Regions from separate parts of the Mus musculus genome. Here regions 1, 2 and 4 are each linked to region 3. The links are chromatin contacts, called in public HiChIP or PLAC-seq and capture Hi-C maps. All regions are on one chromosome and are shown on one strand. Each heading gives the region's core, a stretch centred on a gene start, on an enhancer-like site or on the middle of the called end of the contact. The rest is flanking DNA. Distances are from core to core; before and after follow the strand shown.

What was found. HiChIP or PLAC-seq counts read pairs in DNA pulled down with a chosen protein or histone mark. Capture Hi-C pulls out chosen DNA fragments and counts their contacts.
Region 1: a capture Hi-C map of embryonic stem cells shows a contact between it and region 3, with 5 times the contacts expected there. The contact joins the promoter of Ache here to the promoter of 4933404O12Rik in region 3. A contact is called at or near these places in 21 of 39 promoter capture datasets (the 3T3-L1 cell line, 3T3-L1-derived adipocytes, the C10 cell line and 12 more), 3 of 15 datasets of contacts at CTCF or cohesin (the NIH/3T3 cell line, embryonic stem cells and stem cell-derived epiblast-like cells), 38 of 484 Hi-C or Micro-C datasets (B cells, the Ba/F3 cell line, the G1E-ER4 cell line and 21 more), 25 of 115 datasets of contacts at active chromatin or transcription factors (the NIH/3T3 cell line, SST interneurons, astrocytes and 15 more) and 5 of 9 other capture datasets (adipose tissue, embryonic stem cells, liver and 2 more).
Region 2: a contact with region 3 is called in an H3K4me3 HiChIP or PLAC-seq map of embryonic stem cells, with 10 read pairs. The contact joins the promoter of Ephb4 here to the promoter of 4933404O12Rik in region 3. A contact is called at or near these places in 4 of 39 promoter capture datasets (embryonic stem cells, hippocampal neurons, liver and 1 more) and 3 of 115 datasets of contacts at active chromatin or transcription factors (bone marrow-derived macrophages, embryonic stem cells and pancreatic cancer cells).
Region 4: a contact with region 3 is called in an H3K4me3 HiChIP or PLAC-seq map of bone marrow-derived macrophages, with 5 times the contacts expected there. The contact joins the promoter of Srrt here to the promoter of 4933404O12Rik in region 3. A contact is called at or near these places in 13 of 39 promoter capture datasets (the 3T3-L1 cell line, the C10 cell line, the HPC-7 cell line and 8 more), 7 of 484 Hi-C or Micro-C datasets (embryonic stem cells, olfactory sensory neurons, peritoneal macrophages and 1 more), 20 of 115 datasets of contacts at active chromatin or transcription factors (the NIH/3T3 cell line, astrocytes, bone marrow-derived macrophages and 14 more) and 5 of 9 other capture datasets (adipose tissue, embryonic stem cells, liver and 2 more).

What each region holds. Positions count from the first base shown.
Region 1 is chr5:137,286,944-137,289,643 of GRCm38.p6, reverse strand. It overlaps Ache (acetylcholinesterase), which reads right to left and starts at 1,390. Exons shown (of 5, transcript NM_009599.4): 1 at 1,277-1,390. Gm42456 (a long non-coding RNA gene) reads left to right here and starts at 1,000. Exons shown (of 4, transcript XR_003955815.1): 1 at 1,000-1,079.
Region 2 is chr5:137,348,727-137,351,426 of GRCm38.p6, reverse strand. It overlaps Ephb4 (Eph receptor B4), which reads right to left and starts at 1,318. Exons shown (of 17, transcript NM_010144.6): 1 at 778-1,318. The coding sequence starts at 829. It overlaps Gm52791 (a long non-coding RNA gene), which reads left to right and starts at 1,375. Exons shown (of 3, transcript XR_003955817.1): 1 at 1,375-2,348.
Region 3 is chr5:136,917,867-136,920,566 of GRCm38.p6, reverse strand. 4933404O12Rik (RIKEN cDNA 4933404O12 gene) reads right to left here and starts at 1,421. Exons shown (of 4, transcript NR_015555.1): 1 at 1,136-1,421.
Region 4 is chr5:137,306,399-137,309,098 of GRCm38.p6, reverse strand. Srrt (serrate RNA effector molecule homolog (Arabidopsis)) reads left to right here and starts at 1,425. Exons shown (of 20, transcript NM_031405.2): 1 at 1,425-1,675; 2 at 1,914-2,053. The coding sequence starts at 1,932. It also overlaps the pseudogene Gm43013.

The sequences.
Region 1 (2,700 bases), core at 141-2,640, 370 kb before region 3:
TGGACGGACGGGTGTGGCCCCTTCGGGAGCTTGCAAGTTATAAGAAAGCACAGCCCAAGCCTCTCCTGGGTTAGCCAAAGCCTTCTGGGGAGTGGGTTGGGCATTCAAGGTATCGGGAGTCCCAGGTTCTGAAGGCATCTTGGAATCTTGTCCAGTCGACACCTTGCCCCACCCTGCTCCGCCTCTCTTCTTTCTGGTACGGCCGGTTGGTACCCGTTTGCTTTACATCAACCGCACCCCTCTCGCCTGACTCCAGCCAACTGTCTCACTCGCCCCTTGTGGGGCTCACCAGAACTCAAGCCCCTATTGCATCCCCATATTGCAATGCCCTCCACTGCCAACCGGGAGCAGTAGAGACCAAGAAGAGGCCAGAGCTCCCCGCCCGAGCCTTGGTGTGGGGGTATCTGGAGAATCGTGAGCATCGCAGAGGGGGTTGAAGGGCGAGCCAGGACGTCTGTGTTCCGGGAGCTCCGGAGATCCCCGTAGCAAAGGCAGGGGCGCTATTTTGGGGGCAACAGCTGCTGTAGTTCCGGCGTCTCCAGCCAAGAGATCAAAATTCCCCGGGTCGGAACTACCCCCTCCGGGTGTTCACCCATCACCCAGCCAGTTCTGGTCGCCTGGATCTGGGGATAGTGGCGTTGTTGGAGATTAACCAGGAAACCCGAGTGGGGCTAATTATAACTCGGGGCTTCCGCTGAGCCTCCTTTTAGAGGGAGGGTGGGAGGGTGAGAGGGAGGGAGGGAGGGAGGGAGGGAAAGAGAGAGACAGAGACACATAGAGAGAGACAGAGTCAGAGAGAGAGAGAGAGAGAGAGAGAGAGAGAGAGAGAGAGAGAGAGAGCGCAGGAGGGGTCCTGGAGCTGGCAAGGGGCTCAGCTGGGTAGGGACGTTGGGGTCGCGGCCCTCGGGATGGGGGGTGGTGCATTCGGGATGTCAGTAACCTGCGCAGTTTGGGCTCCGCCCCAAACAGGGGGCGTCTTCCAGTGTCCCCAGACTTTGAAGAGAGTGGGGAAGGGGCCTTCAGGGGGTCCCTGCAGGAAGGGAGCGCAGAGGCAGCGGCCGGCCCAGCGAGCATCATCAGTAAGTATGCAGCGGCTAGCGGGAGTTTCAGAGGAGTGCGAGGCAGTGGAGGGGCCCCTCTAGGCAGGCCCCACGGGGCAGGAGGTGCAGTAGGAGCTCTGTTGGGGGGCTTCGATCGTTCCAGGATCGCACGTTTCCCCCGGGATGCGGATTGGTCCCGACTCGGTGGAGGGTCCTGGGTGGGTTGGGAGACTCACCTGAGGCGGCCAAGCCGGGCCGGGTCGGGCCGCGCCGGGAGCTGGAGGCGGCCAATGTTCCCCGGCGCAGGCTGAGCCGACAGTGACAGCCGCCTCCGGCCCCCCGCACACACCCCTCCGGGCCGCACGGCGCCCCCGCCCGCCCACTGTCTCCGCCCCCGCCCCTCCCCGCTCCCCCGGGCTGCCACCTCCCCTCCTCCCTCCCTTCAAGCCCCGAGACCCCGGGGAGCGGGAGCCCAGACACACTCCAGTGGTAGATTCAGACAGACCGACAGACCCGCAGACCCGCAGCGGCGGGGCAGACACCCACGTGACAGACGGACCGCAGCCTGCGGAGACACCAGACACCGTTCACGCAGGCGACAGTCTCCTGCGGTGACAAGTCACAGACAGACCGGTCGCCTTTCACGGACGGAAGGACACACTGACAGCTCTAATCCAGAAAGATCAGAGGCCTAATATTTGGCATCTGTAACCAGGACAAAGCTTGGGGCAGGGTAATAAGAGAAGAGACACGAGAAAGCCTGACTGAGGACCCCCTTCAGCTGACACTGGTAGAAAAGATGACGTGGGACATCTCTGTGGAGACGAAAGAACACCTGTAGGAACAAATAACAGAAACACAGGCTCTCCCTTATAGGAAAAGACCCCTGTGGGCAAGAAGAGGTGACACGGGGACAGCTGAGAAGCCAGACCACATAGTGGCAAGCAGAAGGCTGTGGGGAGATGCTACAATGCACTCTGCTGCAGCTCTGGAAACTTCCGGAACCCCCGAGGGTGGGCTTGAGCTAATTCCCCTGACCGGTGACCTCCGGCTGTCATCACAAGGGTCCGGCTGGTCCATGACATCACCGGGCCAAGCTTTCATTGGTTGTTGTGGCTAGCAGGTGGGAGCGGCCTACACTTGGAGCCCCCAGCCTGTTTGGGAGTCCCTTAGACCACACGCCCAGCCTTCTAGGGAGTCTCCCACCTAGCTGCACCTTAGTGACTGTGGGAAGTGTGCAGTTTTGTGCCCACGCGAGATCACTACATGAAAGAGACAACTGGCTCACGGGGTGGGTGGGGGCATCTGGCTCTGGAGCCTGCGGGCCGCTGCTGCGTGGGCGACTGGCCTGCACGCGAGAGCGTGGGGACGTGCGTGCGCGCACGCGATATGGGGCGCTGCGTGGATCTATGGGGGGTAGGGGGACACGTGCACGCATGCTCGCTGTGGACGCCGGGAGCTTTCCCTCGAGCCCCAGACACTCATCACTCATCAGTCACTTCCTCCGAGCAAGGGGCAAAGGCGCGCTGTCTTGCAAAAGGCTGGTCCCCAGAAGATACCAGCGCAGAGTCCAACCTCTCCCAGATATGCGATTTTCATCTCTCCAAACTGCGACATCCCCCCCGCCCCCCCCCCCCGCCCTCCAACCCTCCTGTCCCTG
Region 2 (2,700 bases), core at 69-2,568, 430 kb before region 3:
GGGCTCACAGATCTGAAGAGGCATTTGGAGAGGAATACAGAAGGAAAAAAAAAAAAAAAACCAGAAATCTGAGGCGGGCTAGGAGGCGGCCAGCTGGGGTGAATTAGGGCGACACAGGCCGGTGTTAGGCAGTTTCTGCGGGCTTGCATGGCTGGAAGAAAGCCTCAGCCTTGGGAAAAGTTGAGGTCTAAATGGCATGTAAAAGGTTGGGGTACAGCCTTGAGAAAAACAAGAAAAGAGTCTGCACGAGGTCAGTAGCCTGGCCAGCCATTTGGGAGTTGGAGAGTGGGGCTGCAGATGGGGCCATCCTGACTGGGGTGTGGAGTCCAGGTGTGAATGAACGCTAGGGAACCAGAGGTGGGGGTCGCTTTACGGCCTAGCTGGGGTCTGCCTCGCCTGCAAGTGCCCCTTCAGGAACTTTCCCCTGGAGTTTAGCCAGAGGTGGAGAGAGGATAAAAACTTTGGGGGATAGTTTTGAACATTAGGGTGGACAGGAAAAGGAAGGCTGTCATGGGCCTTTGGCATCAGGACTGAGAATTTAGAAGGCTGGGTAAGGGAAGGTCCCGGGTCTGAGCTCTCGACTCCATCTCTTTCCCAAACAAAAGAAAAACCCCACTCCCCGCCAGGCCGCCTCCTCCCCGCCCCCTCCCGTTCTAGTGCTATTGGTCCGAAGTGTTTAAGGGGTACCGGAGTTGGGATAGGGAGAGACCAGCTTTTGCACTCTGAGGCACAACTTTGGGGGACCCCAAGAACAGGGGGCACCCCAAGAAAACTCACCTTCTAAAGCAGTGGCGAGGGAAGCCCAGCACAGCAGCGCTCGGAGCTCCATGGCGCCGCCTCACTTTGGCTGAATGCGATCCGAGTTTGGGGGGCCCTGGCCCCCCCAGGTCTGACCCTCCCCTGGGCGGGTGCACACCGACTCTGCTGCTGGGACTTTCCGTCGAGGGCCTCTCAACGATGGCCCATGCGGGCGCGCCAGGCACCCGCGCTCAGGTGCGGCCCCCACGTCCCCGCCGCAGCGCGCGCGCGCGGGGAGGCCAGCCTTGAGGGGGGACGTCCTGGCAGTGGCCGTCGCTGGGCGGGCGGAGATCGGGACGTGGCTGAGAGTTAGGGGTCCCTTCGGGGCTTCGGGGGTCCCGCCCTGGCTGGCTGGGGTGGGCCGATTGCTCGCGGTCTCTCTCGCTCCCTGGAGTGGTTGGTGGATGTCGCGCCGCCGGGGTTAGTGCGCCGGTCGCGGTCAAGGAAGGTGGAAACCAAAGTGGGAACCGAGCAGGAGGGAGGGAAACAGGCTGGGCCAGGGCTGGGCCGAGTCGAGACTGAGTCGGGCGGCGCCTGGCCTAGGAGGGAGGGGCGCATAGGAGGCGGAGACAGTCCCATGTCAGAGTTTCCCCCCGCCCCATCTCCCAACACCCTGGAGCCCGGGTTTCTCTGGGAGGGGGGGGTGCACGGGGAGCTGATTGGCTCCTATGCTGCTGAATAATTCATGAGAGGGGGGGCCGCCCGAACTGAGCCTGTCGGGAAGTTAGGAGAAAGTTTGCAAGAGGGGGAGGGGCGGCATGTGTGGAACTTAGGGACTGTCCAGGGGTGCTGGGTGTCCCATGCCTACTACCCCTGATTGTGCATGTTGGGGCAGTAGCCCAGGAATCCTCAGGACTGACCTGAACCTACCAGGCCTCACAGATGTGTGCGTAAATGTGAATGCCCCCACACAAAGCCTGCTTTGACCTTGCAGCGGGACCTGAGATTCCACATCTGGATGCGCCCCCTGCCACCTAGTTGGAGCAGGGGATTGCATTTGGGAGGAGAAGGTTAAAACTTTGCATTTGGGTATGGAGAGCTTCCCAACAGACCTCCGTTCCTCAAGCAATAATCCCAGCTTGTCTATCTCCGGAGAGAGCGCTCACACAATCAGTGCGTGCTCGTTAAGTCCTGGAGATCCACTGAGCGCGCAGCCTAACGCTGGAGAAAGTGGTTTGAAACCCAAAGTATAGAAAATGTAAATAAAAGGCAGGCGTGTCAGAGAGGGTGAGGGATCTCCGTAACACCTCATTTCATTTTTTTAAAGGAGGGGGACACTTCCCCGCCGCCTGCAGCCTTGACCTCCAAGGCGGGGGTAGGGACCGTTGTGGCTCTTTCCTGAGGCTGTTTCCTGTCTGGCTCCTGGGGGCCCTCGGGATGGCTGGGAGGGCCCTTCCTCTCATTTGCTAGCACCCCCTCTCATCCATCAGTTTGAGGGGAGGGTCCAGGAAAGACGGCCTCCTATCTACATCAGGGCACTGTGAGTGTGGGGCACGGGATGGTTGGATGAGAGAGGTGCTGTTCCCGAAGTCGGTCCTTTAAGGGCTGCGGTAAGGAGACTTTAATTTAAGGTAATTAGTACAGGGTCTGGAAACTCTGAGGTAGGAGTCTGGGGCACCTGGGAGTCTGCCAAATACCCTAAGGGCGCACACACACACCCCAGCGGGCGCGGGAGACCGGTGATGACCTCTTGTCCGCCTGCGCGCACACACACACCAGCGGGCGCGGGAGACCCGTGATGGCCTTTTGTCCCCGTGCACTTATCTTCCTGGCGCAAGTAGTGCTCCCCACCCCCTGCCCTTCCTCACAGCCCTGCCTGGGTCCCGCTCCGGGGTGGGGGGTCAGCCAGGGCAGGAAACAGCCGGCTTGGCTGGAGCCAGGCTGACCGGCTAGATCTGGGAG
Region 3 (2,700 bases), core at 172-2,671:
TGACTTCCCCGTCTCTACCTTGTGAGCACTGGAATCGCACGCATGTGCAACCAGCCTGGCTATTTATTTATTTTTAATCATGATTTCCCTAAAGTCTGTAATCCCAGGACTGGGGGAAGCTGAGGCAGGAGGATGACTATAAGTTCCAAGCCAGCCTAGGGTTACATATACAGACCTTATTTCAAACAAAACCAAGATAGGTGGTGAGATAGCTCAGCAGGTAAATGTGATCACTCACTGCATCACATGAGTGCAATCCCCCAGACCCACGTGGCAAAAGGAAAGGATCAATTTCTGAACCCAGAAAGTTTTCTGACCACTACATGCCCTCCCCCTAAATACATACGGCAACAACCAAAACAAACATCAGACTAAAAACAAACAAAACAGAAAACAACAAAATCCCCCCAAAACAAAACAAAAACCAACCAATCAAACAAAAGCACCCGCCAGCCTTGTCATTTACTGGAGTATCAACGCGTTTGCTCTTAGGAAGCAGTGAAGCTTCCGAGGGCAAACACTGCTAGGTACTGCAGATCTGTGTCTGTCGGCCCCAGCTAGACCATGGATGAGGGGTACCTTATCGACTCTAACCCCAGCTCCCTCTTCTTTAATAGTGGAGGGCTGTGGCTGTGGCAGCACCCATCACTACTTATTGTGTGTGGTGTATGCATGCTGACATATGCTTGAGAGCTCGTGTGCAACTGCAGGGGCCACAGGAAGTTATTACTCCCAGCTTCATTCCCCAGAGCCAGGGTCCGTCTCTGAACTTGAAGGTAGACTAGGCTGGCGGCTAGGGTCTCTGATCCCACATGTTGGTTGTGTCCCTGTCTCCCTGCTGGGGATTCGAGCGGTTTCTCAAGGTTGCAAAAGCTCTCTTACCCCTGTGTCATCTCCCCAGCCCATGGACAGCACCTAATTGCTCCGATCACCAGGATCCATTCTGCTATTCCGGACAACGTGAAGGAACTAGACGGTTAACCCAGAGTCACATCACCGGGGGGGGGGGGGGGGGGGTTTCAGGACTGGAGAGGTGGCCTGCGCCCCCACCCACCCCCACCCCCCGGCTCAGGGCTGGGCTTCCCGCGCATCCAGTCCCAGGTCTTGTCCTGATTTCCCGGCTGAAAATCCTCACCGTGGAAGGCTGAACCGAGCCGCGAACACATGAGGAGCCCCGGTTCCCGCCTCAGACCTGCAACTAACGACAGCTTGCTCGCGCCTAACTACATTTCCCAGAGTTTTCAGCGGCAAGCCGTTAGCGGGGCTCGCGACAGAAAATTCATTGGCGCCGAGGTGGTGGTGGCCGGTGACCAGCAAGGTGAATACGCAGATCTGTCGCTAACCCTCACACCTTTCACCCTGTCTACGCGCTCGCCACCACCTGATGCTCACTTCTGGTGTGGGAGGAGGCAGAGCAAGACAAGCCGTTGCCTGGAAAGGAACCAGAACTACAACTCCCAGAATGCTTCGGCATGGACAGCCTCCTGCTTCTCCGAGTAGCCCTAGAAACCGTTGTAGTTGCCACAGAGACTATTCTCAGATTATTTGGGCTCTGCAAGCCAGCGAGCGAAGGAGCAGAAGCCAGATTAGGGGAACGATAAAGGACAAAAGACGATATTTGACTTAAACAATGCTGACGAATACATTGCCATTTTTTCTTCCCACGGATGATCAGGGCCAGAGCAAAGGGCGAACAGCCTTCTAGGAAATGCAGAGAAGCTGCCACAGGAGCTATGGGAAACGTAGTCCATTGATTACTAGCCACGCCTTTAAGGAGAATTCAAACACAGTATTTGCCTTATAAGTACTTAAATAGTATTTAGAAAGTCCCTTTTTTATATTTACCCTCGGAGCCGTTTCAGACACTGCATATCCTAAGTGGAGCTTGTACCTGGCTAGCCTGTCTTCAGCCATCTTCCTTTAAGGTTTGTTGTACACAAAAGTAGACCAAAGGAACCTGTGGCTATTACGATTAATACATACTTCATAAATGTGATGGTTTGTATATTCTTGGGCCAGGGAGTGGCACCATTTGGAGGTGTGACCTGGTTGGAGTAGGTGTGCCTCTGTGGGTGTGAGTTTAAGATTCTCACCCTAGTTGCCTAGGAGTCAGTCTTCCACTAGCCGCCTTTGGATGAAGACATAGAACTCTCAGCTCCTCCTGCACCATGCCTGCCTGGATACTGCCATGCTCCCACCTTGATAATGGACTGAACCTCTGAACCTGTAAGCCAGCCCCAATTAAATGTTTTTATAAGACTTGCCTTGGTCATGGTGTCTGTTCACAGCAGTAAAACCATAACTAAGACAATAACCTATACGGTAGGAAGAAATCTTGAAAACTACTAACGGCTTGTTCTGAGTTAACCTTCAAACTAAATGTTCACTCCAGGACACAATAGGAATGAAAGGCCTGGGTATGAATCTTTCTCTTGCTACACACTGAGAGACGGTAACTAAGGAGACTGGGATCCCAAGAGACAGTGCCAACCACCTGACCAGAGGGTTTGGATAACGATGGCCTTTGTTCTATAATCTGACCAAAACTCTGATAAGACTATAGATGTAGAAGACGGAGCTCATTTTGATTTTCACAGGCTGAGTATCTGGAATCCTGAAGTGGACCTGGGCCACACTGAGGCTTTGGAAACAAGAGGCATGCTTTCAAAGGCTGTATAAAGAGCAACAGAGAGGCCTGCA
Region 4 (2,700 bases), core at 176-2,675, 390 kb before region 3:
AGCTTATTTCTTCCTAAACCCAGGTCCTGTCATACGGTAGGCAAGCATTCTATCATTGAGCTGTACGACTCTCATTGCTTCCCTCCTCTTCCTCCTCTACTTCTTTCTTGAGACGGGGCCTTCTTTCTCTGTGTAGCCCTGCCTGGCTGGCCTGGAACTCCCTTTGTAGACTAGGTTGGCCTCCAACTCAGAGATCTGCCTGCCTCTGCCACCAGAGTGCTGGGATTAGAGGTGAGCGCCACCATGCTCCCATCTTCTTGAATTACGTGTGTATGAGCTGGTTGCAAGACTTAAATCCCAGTACTCAGGAGGCAGAGACAGGAAGATCTCTCAGTCTGAGGCCAACCTAGTCTACAAGGGGAGTTCCAGGCCAGCCATGGGGTACACAGAAACCTTGTTTTGGAACAAAATGATGAGTATATGTATCTGTGTATCAGTGTGTGGGTGTGTGTGCATCTGAGTGCAGTGCCCTTGCAGACCAGAAGAGGTGTCAGTTCCCTAGGCACTGGAGTTAACAGTCTGTGAGCAGCCAGCCACATGGGAGCTGGGACTCCAACTCTGATTTTCTGCAAGACCAGGAAGTGCTCTTACACACTGGACCGGCCTCTTTGGAAAATGTTTTTGAGAAAGGGTTTTAGAAAATTGTCAAGGCTGGCTTTGAACTCATTTTGCAACCCCTGAATTTGATTCTGCTTTGACTTACTGAGTAACTCGGGTTACGCCTGTGCCAACGTAACTGTCTGCTAAGTTTTTAAAATGCCCCCTTGTAAATACACCTTATTAGATGCTGGGATTTTTCATTCTTTTCTGGGAGCAAGACAGTGGCATGCTCCCTTGTTTAGCTTAGTATTCTATTCATGGAAAAGGGCTTACTGTTATCTTAGGGATTTCAACTGGAAACTAGTGGATCCTGGTGGTTGTTTCCAGACTGCAATGTAAAGACTCCCATTAAAGAACTGGGCATTAAGATCGAGGTTTACACTTTTGCATGAGTATTAGGCTCCTCTGTCCAAGACAAGCAGGAAGAACGCATTTTATAAGTAGCACATACTGTATTTTTTTGCAGGAGAAAATGGTGGGAGGAGATGCCTCTAAAATGGTTGCTTCTATGAATTATTCCCTAGACATCCATCGTCCCCAAACCCCTCGATAGCAAATCCGCCCTTGAGGAGGTCAAGAGGTGCCCCAGCCCAGGGCTATTGCAAAGCAACCTTTGGATGCAAACTAGCTCCTACCCAGGATACCTTACGGGAGTGACACTTAACTTCTCCAGTGCCCTCCTTTTCAAGTAGGCACGAGCACGTTCAGAAGGCCTGGCTTGGCCCAGCTCAACTTCCGTAGCTCCGAGAAGCTGGGGCGATTTTGTCGCAAAACCACGCGAGACTTCCGCGTCTCCACCCTCTTCCCGTCATTCTTTTAATCTCGGAGTTTTAGTTTGGTCCGGGGGTCTTGTTTTGTAGTTGGAGGCCGAGCTCCGGGAGTGACGTAGGACGCGCGCGCGCCTCCTTGCCCCCCCCCCCCCCCCGCGGTCCCGCTCTTCTCTTCCCCTTCGTCTCCGGGCTGAGAATCCCAGCGTCTCCTTCCAACCCTCTTTGTGGTCCATTGTCGCTCGTTCCGGTCCGCCCGGAAAACAAGCCCGCCGGCGCGCGCTTCCAACGGCCCCGACCGCTGCCAGGTGGGGGAGGGGAAGGAAAGGCCCGGGCGGCGGGATTGCGAGGAGAGGACCGTGCCCGGGGGCTTCGGGGGTGGACGAGGGGGAATCCGTGGGGACAGTGAAACTGTCGGAGCGATCGCCCTGCCCGGGATGGCAGGCCGGCCTCGGCGGGAGGGAGGCGGGCGTGCTGTCCCCGGGGGATTGTCCCTCCTCTGGTCCTTGTTCATCATCACCGTGTCTACCCGCCGCCGGGCCCCAGGCCTCCTCTGACAGCACCATGGGTGACAGTGATGATGAATACGACCGAAGACGCAGGGACAAATTTCGAAGAGAGCGCAGCGATTATGACCGTTCCCGGGAAAGGGATGAAAGACGGCGAGGGGACGATTGGAATGACCGGTGAGACAGTATTAACGTCCATACCCCGCCCCGTACAACCCTTCCGCGCCACAATTTTTCTTTTCGTTTCCTTTTTTGTCTTTACCTTACAAAATCTTATTAGGATGCAGTTTACCGTTGAGCCATTTCTGTAGTTTCAGTCTATTCACCGTTGGCTCAGATTTTGAGCTTTTAACCAAAGTGACGGTCAGTATTAGTGCTGGACAGGAGCTCCGCACAGCTGGTTGGACTGCATCTTCCGTGCAGGCTACATAGGGAGACACAATCTCAAATCCAAATATTAAGAAAGCACAAACTGACCAAAGTGAGATTGGCCCGAAACTCTTTAGGTAGCTCAAGATGACATTAAACTTCTGAATTAAGGAAGTATTCTACCACATCCTGTTTAAGAGTTTTTTGAAAGGATTTTTAAAACAGGTAATTGAGATAAGAAATGTGCAAGTGCATTTCTTCTTTTATATAATAAAACGTTCATGGGGGTTTGCTTACATTATGTCTATGCACCTCATTCGTTCCTGGTGCCCGAGGAGGCCAACAGAAGGCTTTAGATCCTCTGGGAAATGGGCAGGAAAGATGGTTGTGAATTGCTTTGTGGGTGCTGGGACTCAAAGCCTAGTCCTCCGCAAGAGGAGCCAACCAAGAGTGGT